Linked DNA regions of Bactrocera dorsalis: region 2 is linked to region 1. Evidence: chromatin contacts called from public Hi-C data. All regions are on one chromosome and are shown on one strand. The core of a region is the stretch at or near the end of the contact, and the rest is flanking DNA. Distances in the headings are between cores, read along the strand shown. Region 1 overlaps LOC105222614 (protein lap4). Region 2 overlaps LOC105222614 (protein lap4).

Region 1 (6,055 bases), core at 1,365-3,864:
ATTGTTATCGATAACCATTGACGGGTATTGATACTAATTGACATTGACATAGTAATCGAGTACTTCATCGATTTGAAGATATATTTCGATTACTATACTGACATGTATTTTTGATTACTATAAACAAAATTGTAAACATGAAACATTATTAACCGTTAGATAAGATTAAACTTCAGATTTATTGAACACTTAAGTAATAAAACGGAATACTCAAATTATAATAGCACAGTTTTCGACTGTAAATTATGATTATTTTTTTGTTCGAATTTCGATTACACCTTGATTGTAATTCTCATTTATATTTCTGTTTCAATTCCAGCTTAACACAATTGGAATCATTGGAGCTGCGCGAGAATCTATTAAAACATCTGCCTGAATCGATACGACAACTGACGAAGCTTAAAAGATTAGATTTGGGCGACAATGAAATTGAAGAACTGCCACCTTATTTGGGCTACTTGCCCGGTCTGCACGAGCTCTGGCTCGATCACAATCAGTTAGAGAGGCTGCCACCTGAAATTGGGCTACTAACCAATTTGACATATCTTGACGTTTCCGAAAACAGGTAAGTTTCGTTCATTGATTGCTGGATTGTTTGAACTTCCTATTCTGTTTGTATATATTTATGTTTGCGTCATTACTTTTGTATAAATATTTTTTAATATTTATAAAACTTTTGTATTTTCTGTTTTGCAGGCTGGAAAAATTACCAAATGAAATCGGTGGTCTCGTGAATTTAACTGATTTAGATCTGGCGCAAAATTTACTTGAGACGCTGCCCGATGGTGTCGCCAAATTAAGTAGACTGACAATTCTAAAACTAGATCAGAATCGTCTACAGAAGCTGAATCCAACTATAGGATGGTAAGTACACTCAAAAAATACGTATATTTGTCATATTTGTGGACCGTCGTCGTGCGTTCGCTTTTTATTATTTATTAACGGTGTCGCCGCGGAGTTTTATGGATCTATGGCTCGCCATTAAACTATTCAAATCTATCACCTATTAAATGTTGAATCTAGTTTATGATTTCTTCTTCTTCTTTATTGACGTAGAAGCCGCTTACGAGGTTCTAGCTCCCTTGGTTTTTTATCCGAGGCTGTTTTCTACATTACATTGGGGGTGTTTTTTACGGCGGGTCCCGAACCCAACGCACAACTCTGGGAAGAGATGTTTCGTCTTCTCACTTTTGCTCGCCTTCAAACGGGTGTTTTTTGGCTATCTAGAGGATACTTGGTTTAAGACCGGAGTCGTGAGCTTGCTTGCGTTTCGGGCCACTCCTAAGTGAATAGCGCTCAGAGAACTTTTCTCGCTTGCGTGAACTTCTACACATGACCTAATCCTCCTTTAATAAGTTGACTCCGTCTGTCTATCTGTATATACACTCAATAGTTTCTCAGTTTTCGAGATGTCGATCTGCAATTGTGCACTTGTCCTTTTCTTCCCAAGAAGCTGCACATTTGTCGAAACCAACTATTTCGGACTTTTATACAAACGGATCCATCGAACTCAAGTCCCCGCATGGAAAACTTTTTTATTTGACGACATATCTTCACGAAATTCACCACAGATTATTGTACAGAAAAGTGGTGCAAGAAATTTCTCAAATTGAACTACCACAGCCTATAGCTGTAAACCGATCTATTAAACTCAAGTCCCTGTATAGAAAATTTTTTTGTTTGTCAAAGGATTTCCACGAAATTCGGCAGAGATTATTCTCCAATGTAGCGCTAAAATCTCTGAGAAATTTGTTCAGATCAGACTACTGTAGCATATAGCTGCCATACAAACTGATCGATTCAAATCAAGATAAGCGTGCTTTTATAAATTTTTAGTCTATAAAAGTGCACTCATGGAGGGTATTATAGCGCCGATGCAGTTGAACTTAACTTTTTTTCTTTCTTTTCCCATGAAATGCAAAATTAATCACCGCTGGTTGATTTATGTAAATAAAAATTCAACCAAAAGGCGAATATAATCGAAAGCGATCTTGGCATTATTCAGTATTTGTGTGATTATTATACTACGCAGCCATAAATATTAGGCTTTGCAATTTCAATTTCACCCTTGTTTTGCTAAAATGCAATGTGAATGTACATATGTATAAGTACCCGTATGTAGCTCCTTAGGTACGTCAGTGGCTGACGTCACCTTGATGATTTGCCGTCTGCTGCGGGGTTTCGTGGTTGACTAACCGCACTTGTTGTGATCTATTTCCCGCTATGCATGCACATACATTTCTATACTTACATATATACATTTAAATTTATAACATTACACTATTATTGCACTATTTATAAACCCATCGGCCTTACCTTATCTCTTCCAGTTGTGAAAGCATGCAAGAGCTGATATTGACCGAAAACTTCTTATCAGAGCTACCCGTATCGATTGGGCAAATGACTAAATTGAGCAACCTGAACGTGGATCGCAACGCATTGGAATACCTACCGGCCGAGATAGGGAATTGTGCAAATTTGGGCGTTTTGAGTTTGCGCGATAACAAATTAAAGCGACTGCCGCCAGAGTTGGGCAACTGTACGGTGTTGCATGTGCTGGACGTGTCGGGCAATCAGCTGCAGTACTTGCCATACACTTTGGTTAATTTGCAGCTGAAAGCTGTTTGGTTATCGGAAAATCAGGCACAGCCGCTGCTAACGTTCCAGCCGGACACAGATGAGGCAACAGGTGAACAGGTGAGTGTACCGGCGCGTATGCGCGCTCTAAGCCAAAGTACACAAGCACAGCAGAGTGATGGATAAGTGGCGCTTTTTATACAGATAAATTTATATATACATATGTACGTGATATATGTATATACATATATGTATTTGTGTTTGTTTGTATCTCTACTTGTTAAGCGGTTGGGTTTGTTGTGCAATGGGGGAAGCACGCCGCAGGAAGTGTGCGCTGATTACGTTTTATTTTGTTGCTGCATGCGCGTGCCAAACGTAATTACGTGAAGTAGTTACGCCTTGTCGCTGCCAGCGGCGCTTTCGTTGCAACCTCATTACCCATAGCGTCGGCATACTGCGCACACAAACATACCGACGCTGTGTTTGCATGTAAATATTTCTTAATATTTACACTTTACATATTTTCTGCTTTGTTTTCATTTTTGATTTGGCTTGTGTATTGCGGCTTGGAGTTCTAAATAACCCGTTTTTCGCATTTATAAATGAGTAACTAATAATTGTGTGTTTTGTTTGTTTTCATTTTCGTCTCTTCTACCCCCTTGATTGCTGCTGCTTAGGTTTTGACATGCTTCCTACTGCCACAACAAGAATACCAGCCGATAACGCCAGGTGAGTTTCCAATCGTATTTTATGGTTTGTTTACAAATGGTTATAGTATTAAAATACTTTTACGAAATTATTATTGCTTAAGCGCTTTGGAAAATTTTTGATTATGTGCGCGAAAATTTTTCTTCGAATAAACATATCTTTTTGTCCGGTTGGGGTGGGCTAGTCGCTGTGTGTGATGACGTGAGCTCTCAGCAAATTAGCTATGCTGCTGTGTTAGCGTTTGTTTCGTTCTATTGTCAGCAATGATTGAATCGTACAGGTTTTCGCATTGGCATTTGCCGCCGTCCTGCGCGCGCTTACCGTTATCTATGTTTTAAGGTTTTTGTTTACCGCATTTTTAACCTGTTTTATTGCGTTGTCAAGAATAGGCAACAGTGGTATGGCACTGTTGTTTTTGTACAGGTGTACAAACACACACACGCACACAAACGCGATAACACTACATCGATATCCACCATATCTATGATGATAACACAACCAAGTTAAGCAATCTAATTATTTGCGCCTCACTAAAGATATGAAATAAGCGAAATTTTCGTAAGCACAAACGCACGGAATTATGTACAAACATTGGCATGTTTATTATATAAGTTATTAATATAATTTGTAAAATTACACAAACAAGCAGCGCTTATATTTAGCGGTATTATATAAGATTTTATAAATTTACGGTCGTGTAGCTTTTGGTTTTGGGTATTTTTTTTTTTTGTAATTTGGCGGTCTTAAATGAAATTCATTATATACACGTGGCAACGCCACAACAAAAATTGTATGTACTATAAAGTTGTCTCGTATTATTACTGTAATATTTCCGAATAATTTTTTTTCGAAATTTTTTTTTCAATTGTTCAATTCACAACCTGTCGTAAAGCATCGTAAAATCGTAAAATTATAAATTTTTACACTTGTTTTTTTTCAAAAATTTTGTTTTCCAAAATTTTTGTTTTCCAAAATTTTATTTTCCAAAATTTTTTTTTCAAGATTTGGTTTTTTCAAATTTTGTTTTTTTTTTTTACAAATTTTTTTTTTCAATATTTTTTTCACATTTTTTATTTCCAAAATATTTTTTTTTTTTAATTTTTTTTCCAAAAATTTTTATTATTATTTATTATTAAGTAGCGTCAGTAATGCGGCAATCGTCCTAAAATTTTCAATAAAATTATTCACTTTAAAATATTAAATGGCGACCACTTAACGGCAATAACAACGAAAACATTATTGTGTCTAATTTTATTTAAATAAGAATTTATTAAACTAAAAAAACAAATAAATAAACACATACTTAACATACACTTAAGCCTACTATGTACGCACTTATACTCACACGCACCTATGTTAATTTATTCATTTGTGTTTAAAGACTACCCACCGGGTCTACTCTATAGATCGAGCGAAAAATTCGATTCGTCGGAGTTCCACGTTTACCAACAAAAAGGTTTGCCGCCATGCGATTGCGTAATTTGTTTATTTTTATTTGTTGATCTCTGTTGCTCGAACCTCATAGCCTCATAATATCAATTAAAATTTGAACAATTGTGAAGTTGTATTTCAATTAACCGCATTTGCATTATAAAGTTGAACTTATAATATGTATAGATGCGTATAAATATACATATATACATACCTATAAATACATTGAATGTTTGAGTAATGCTTCCTTATAAATTTACATGCATATACATATGTATATGTATGTATATGTATATATGTATGCAAAGTATGTGCATAATAATTCATGAAAGTAGTATTAATGCATAGCCGAACCTTTAACTAAAATACTAGCCGAATTCCAAAGCAGTTATTATAAAAGTTACTAAAAATTATTATATACTAGTACAATAAATAGTAGAAAGAAAGATTAAACAATGTTTTCTTGATTGAGAAAAAAATTTCTGTGATGCCACAAGATCTAATAACAATTAAATGCTAATGAAAATCCAAAAAAAAAAATATTTTTAATGCTTATGCTTTTATTTTGTTTTGCATTGACTTTTTATTTATAAAATTATTTATAACTTTTAGTATTTGCCTCTTTTTTTTCTAATTTTTATTTTGTTTCGCACGCAATACACTTTATTTTTTAAATTTAAGATTCCTAATCTAGTATTCATATAACTTATCGGGCTGAAGCATCTGAAAATAGTAAACAAGTAAAAAAAAGTATTAAAATTATTAAAAAAAACATATTTTTAAAAAATTATTAAATTATTCTAGTATTATGAAACCTATTGCAAAAGGCACAGAGTATAACAAAAATGAAATCAATAAATTTGGTACCCTCAGAGATCAGGAAGAGAAAAGTATGGAGAATTGTTAAATTTTTAGAGGTTAAAAATAGTTTATCAGAATTTCCGACAAAACTACGAGTTCTATGAGAAAAAGTTACAGAAAAAAGTTGTACGTAATAAAAAGATCTACAACTTTTGTATTAAACATCTTTTCACATAACCTCAAAATTCATGTGAAAAATGCAAATAACCAAGTTTTTGGTTTTTTAACCTATCCTCAAAATTCGTGTGGAAAATTGAAATAACCAAGTTTTTTTTTTTATTTTTAATCACAACTTTTTTTGGGGGTTTTTATTTTTAACCATAACTTCGCCATTAAATTTTTTCATATTTTTATAGTTATTCTTAAAAACCACTAACAAAAAAGTACGGAACGATGATTCCACCAGACCGAAAACCACACCAAACTACCAATTTTCTATTGACAGTAACGATGTCACCTCTGCCTTCTTTCGAAAAAA
Region 2 (5,621 bases), core at 2,673-5,172, 38 kb before region 1:
AGCATCTTTGAGAGAAAAGGGCGGTTTATAGAGATCTTTCGTCTTAATCCAGAGTTTAATGTTTTAACATTTTTGAAGCGTTGAGTATCAGATTTTTTATATATTAGTCCGAGACTTAATTTGTAAGTGCTTTAATTAAATTTTTTGAATAATTTTACTGAAATCATTAAAACTCCTACCTTCCATATTTTTAACTATAAAAGTTTCTACTTTATTTTCATGCTTGGTTGGCGACTTTTCTGCCCTTTCGCACGCATTCATACATCTACGAAATAATTTATTTATCTGTGGATGGAAATAAACATGAAATATTCTCACACATATCACCGCAAATACAAGTATCTACTTAAGAGAATGCTTGGAGACACGCGAAAATGGGAGCTTTTAATTAAGAACGCTAGCGAGCTAGCGAACTGCTGCTGTTTTATATCTTTTCAGGGTTTTATAAAGCTTTTATTACGCTCATACTAGTTAATCAACATGAAAAATGCTGTACGAAATATCATTAATTGCACACAAGAATTTTTGAGTTCGGAGTGTGAGCATTTATGAATTTCTGCAGCCTCTAAGCCGGCTCCAACATTTACGTGTTTATGGTTTCCTAATCGAGTAGTGACATCATTGTATGGCGTTACTTAACAAATATTTTGCTTACGATTCACAAACGTTAAGCACCAGTTTCGTGTGGTGGGTAAAAAACAGTAGATGAGAGCCTACACTTAGGCGAACAAGTGTGCGTTGTTGTTGTTGATACAGCAGGTCTATAGCGTGAGAGATATTCATATTCGAATAGGTGTACATATTTTATTAATCTTTTTCAATGATCTTTGGTTTTTTTTTCAAAACTAGTTTTCAACGACAAATAGTCGCGCAATTTATTTGTATACAGTGAGTCACAAAAGTTTACGTAAAAAAAATAAAGATAAATTCAACAACTGCAAATAAATATTAAGCCATTTACAAAAATAAAAAATAACGTAAGAACACAAGTTCATTAATTTTAATTTTTAAATGTCTGTTTCTAATATTCTTTTTAATTTTTCATTCCTTTTTCCAGTTTTATTGTGATTAATTTGCTATTTTATATTTCAGTCGATATCTGTGTTTATAAACTTGTTTTGCTATACTTTTGTATACATTTGTGTAACACTGTGCGCTTTTCAGTTGTTTGTGTGAATTATATGGGCAATTTTCTATTACTCCAATCTATTTTCAGCTTTCTTGTTAAAAGCAAACAAAATTAAATTAAAACCGGTTGTGGAATAATAAATTTGATTTAATACTCCTCTAATATAGAATATAAATACAGAGGCATTTTTCTGTCATTTATAGAAATTTGATTTGCGTTTGTCGCTTCACATTCTCTTTGGACGGTAGCAAGCTTTCGATTACACTTATTTCTTTGAGATCACTAGACTTATAAATTTATCCAATTTTTTTGACACAATCGCTACTTACTTGGTTTCCATTATTGAAATTTAAAAGCATTTTTTCTACCATTTCATTTTTGAAGTGATCATCCGATATAAGATAATAGCGGTTTTCGATTCGCTGTTTCTTTGTGCCGTTCTACACAAAATTTACATGTTAAAACAACAGGGTGATCGAGTTGAATTAATACAAGATAGTATGGGGAAATGCCATTAAGGTGAGAGATGGCGCGAAAGGGTAGAAAAATATGAGAAAATAGGGCCAATTAAACTAACTAATTCACAAATATGTATATAAATTCCTTGAAAAGAACTTGATTTTCATCAATCGATTTGTATAGCAGCTATAGGTTATAGTGGTTCGTTTTGAACAATTAGTTTCAAGATTGTACCGGTACTTTAAAAAATAACCCATTCCAAATTTCTTGATATCTTGTCAAATAAAAAAGTTTTCCATACAAGCACTTGATTCCGATCGTCCAGTGAAGCATGATAGCTCTATGGTGTAGTTGCTGAATCGAAAAATTTCTTCGGATATTGCCTTAGAAATTAACCTATAACAATTTTTGTAAAGATATCTTGTCATATAAAAAAGGTTTCCACATAAGAAGTTAATTTTAATAGGTCAGTGTATATGGCAGCTATAAAAAATGGTGTTCCAACAAATAACGGGTTTTTGGATGAGAGCGTTACAAAAGTTGAATGCTCCTAGGAGGCGGTTCCGCTCAAAGCAGGTGATTGCAAGGATGATTTCTGCTAAAGCTCCAACATCTTACGTGTTTATGCTGATTGGAGAGTAGTTCTGTCATGGTCCGGAGTGCAGTGTTTTAACAAGTGTGGAGCTTCATCGTCTGCGTTTCACTGTATCCAGGCGACCATATTGGTGCGGCATTTTTTTGTCCTTTCCCCACGTGCTGCCGGCTAGCGACTTAAGGATTTTGTTGCGGTTCTGTACTTTGGCAATAATCGCGGTCGTATGAGGAGTGAATGAGCACAAACTGTCAAGTCATTTAAAATTTTAGCATTAATCAAGTCTGAATTCCTTCGTCCAGTTTGTAAATATGGTCGCTGTGGATTTAGCGGGGGAGAGTATTAAGTTCCTTGCAGTAAGGAAGCGAAAGTTTGGAGAGATAGCCGTTTACTTTTGAACACATGCCATCGATTCCATTGCCCGACGTCAATATCGTGTAATCATCAGCGTACGAGGTGATAGAAACTCCTTTCTTTTCCATAGTTCGTACAATGAATTCTTGTTGATAGGCGACATCTTCTAAATACAGTGTGTTCTCAGTATTCATTAATGATACCTCGATAGAAATACCTTACATCTAGTGAATTGTGGTATGCATATATTGCCTCGCAGAGGGTCCGGTAATATATATCTAGGAGCTTTGGGCAATCGCAAAGGACTACAGCTGCCGGATGACCAAATAATATATTGCTTTACCTTTGTTGCGAAGATCAATACCATGACCTAACACAACCTAGTGAAACCTTGGTAGTTTGCTATTATACCATATGTCAATAACAGTTCTGATAAGCATAAATCTTTATGCACAAATAAGTAACTAATTATACTATTTTTATAGAAGTTATTATGCCCAGGCAACGACCGAACTTTGGTGTCTATAAGTCAGATCAAAACGACAGTTTAATGGGTTAGGTTAGGTTAATCTCGTAGGCCAATGAGACAAGCATAGACCCGTTTGGTCCTTTGCGAAACCAAATGGAGTTCAATGAGGAGTAATCATCCTTTAGAATGCCTGCGATTGACGCGAATTTTAACAGCATTTTGCTGTCCAACACTACCGCAATCTACTTGTTGCGGTCCTTGAAAGAATTGTGTCCTATTAGTCGTATTAAATTGAGGATGCAACAGGTTAATAATTAGACAGGTTTTGCAGTGTAAAACACACATCATTAATAATAGTTTAGTGAAGGATATTTAATTAATTTTTTACAGTTATTATATTATTATTATTATTATTTTTAAATAAAAATTCCCTTGATTTCATAGTAAAAAGCTTCAATTTTCATAATATACTGACTATGTGCCAATATTGCTTTAGTTTCACTGGTGTGCGTTTGCCTTTTAAGGATTTACTCAAATACACAGATACACACATACATAGGTGCACACATATGTACGCGTATGTAGCTTAATGCACTTGGTATTAAACGCTTACTGAGTGAATTAGTAATGTGCGAGTGAGTAAATCAGGTACGAGAATGCATGGGCATGCAAGCACACAGCCCTCACAACTGTATATATTTACACATATATGTATGTATGTATGTAGGCATAGTACGATATATGCATCCATATGTGTAGATAGGCGCTTGAGCTTGCGAGTATTTATCTATGCTCTTGTATTATCACTGGTCATATTACCCTTTCGCTGCAAATATTGCACTGTGGCCATGTATTGCTTTTCATGTTCTCCCATTTGCGTGCAACGTCGTCGTCGTCATCTCGTCGTCGTCATGCCCGGGTTGCTGCTGTTGAAAACGATTGTGCCTGTCTGTTGTCGTCGGTTGCATTGCATGCCATGTTGTTGATGTTATTCGCCGTCGATTGTTGTGACTAGTGGTTGCTGTTGCTGTTGGTGCATGTGTTTGTTGTTGCGCGTCGCCTGTTGCACTAGCATGCCAGCAAGGACGGCCTGGGGTTGCGATACGTTCGCTGTGATTCACTTTTGAGCTTTGTTTACACGATGCGCTTCGAAAGGTGCTTTGTGAAGGGCGATGCTGATTATTTTGAGTAATTTTATCGATGCAAATGTAGGGTGTGAACGCAGCAAAACTATATATGAGAGCAAAAAATTTGATTTTTAAATATGAAATGTTTTGATAGTAATGTAAATGAGAGATAAGATTTTAGAACATGTTCTTTTTTACTTATAATCTGTTTTTTTTTTCATTTGATCCAACTGGTATTCTCGAGCTCCTAATCCAGCTGGTCGCGGTTCTTGAAGTTCGCGCACAATTTCCCTCAATTTGGCGTCACTTTAGTCGGTCTTTAGAAGTCTATGCGGACAGCAGCAGTTAAAATGAACGCTCTAGTGGGCATGCGAGTCGGTTAGACAGAACCCCATGCGCGCATTCAACTTGGTCCGGCTTTGCTTTTGAATGTTGTCGCACTGCAATCCAACTGCGGTCATATTAACAACGACAACCACAATTGTGGCCGCAGAAATATTTTTGTTATTGACAGAGTTACGAGTGCAGTTATTGCCATAGCGCGAGAGCGGCGTCATCGTCATACATATAATACATACATATAGGGTGATTTTTTAAGAGCTTGATAACTTTTTAAAAAAAAAAAAACGCATAAAATTTGCAAAATCTCATCGGTTCTTTATTTGAAACGTTAGATTGGTTCATGACATTTACTTTTTGAAGATAATTTCATTTAAATGTTGACCGCGGCTGCGTCTTAGGTGGTCCATTCGGAAAGTCCAATTTTGGGCAACTTTTTCGAGCATTTCGGCCGGAATAGCCCGAATTTCTTCGGAAATGTTGTCTTCCAAAGCTGGAATAGTTGCTGGCTTATTTCTGTAGACTTTAGACTTGACGTAGCCCCACAAAAAATAGTCTAAAGGCGTTAAATCGCATGATCTTGGTGGCCAACTTACGGGTCCATTTCTTGAGATGAATTGTTGTCCGAAGTTTTCCCTCAAAATGGCCATAGAATCGCGAGCTGTGTGGCATGTAGCGCCATCTTGTTGAAACCACATGTCAACCAAGTTCAGTTCTTCCATTTTTGGCAACAAAAAGTTTGTTAGCATCGAACGATAGCGATCGCCATTCACCGTAACGTTGCGTCCAACAGCATCTTTGAAAAAATACGGTCCAATGATTCCACCAGCGTACAAACCACACCAAACAGTGCATTTTTCGGGATGCATGGGCAGTTCTTGAACGGCTTCTGGTTGCTCTTCACCCCAAATGCGGCAATTTTGCTTATTTACGTAGCCATTCAACCAGAAATGAGCCTCATCGCTGAACAAAATTTGTCGATAAACACATTTCGAACCGAACACTGATTTTGGTAATAAAATTCAATGATTTGCAAGCGTTGCTCGTTAGTAAGTCTATTCATGATGAAATGTCAAAGCATACTGAGCATCTTTCTCTTTGACACCATGTCTGAAATCCCACGTGATCTGTCAAATACTAATGCATGAAAAT

The links. A called contact is a pair of places that touch in the nucleus more often than the background predicts.
Region 2: a contact with region 1 is called in a Hi-C map of whole body, with 6 times the contacts expected there. The contact joins two enhancer-like sites. A contact is called at or near these places in 2 of 2 Hi-C or Micro-C datasets (both in whole body).

What each region holds. Positions count from the first base shown.
Region 1 is chr2:7,358,185-7,364,239 of ASM2337382v1, reverse strand. LOC105222614 (protein lap4) reads left to right here. Exons shown (of 33, transcript XM_049448498.1): 5 at 320-565; 6 at 697-864; 7 at 2,331-2,697; 8 at 3,255-3,306; 9 at 4,667-4,741. Among protein-coding and RNA genes, the nearest start is that of LOC105222614, 46 kb to the left of the region's middle. Within about 2 kb of position 2,614, the one cell type or tissue checked has open chromatin away from gene starts, as enhancers often do.
Region 2 is chr2:7,397,797-7,403,417 of ASM2337382v1, reverse strand. All of the region lies in intron 2 of LOC105222614 (protein lap4), which reads left to right. Among protein-coding and RNA genes, the nearest start is that of LOC105222614, 6.4 kb to the left of the region's middle. Within about 2 kb of position 3,922, the one cell type or tissue checked has open chromatin away from gene starts, as enhancers often do.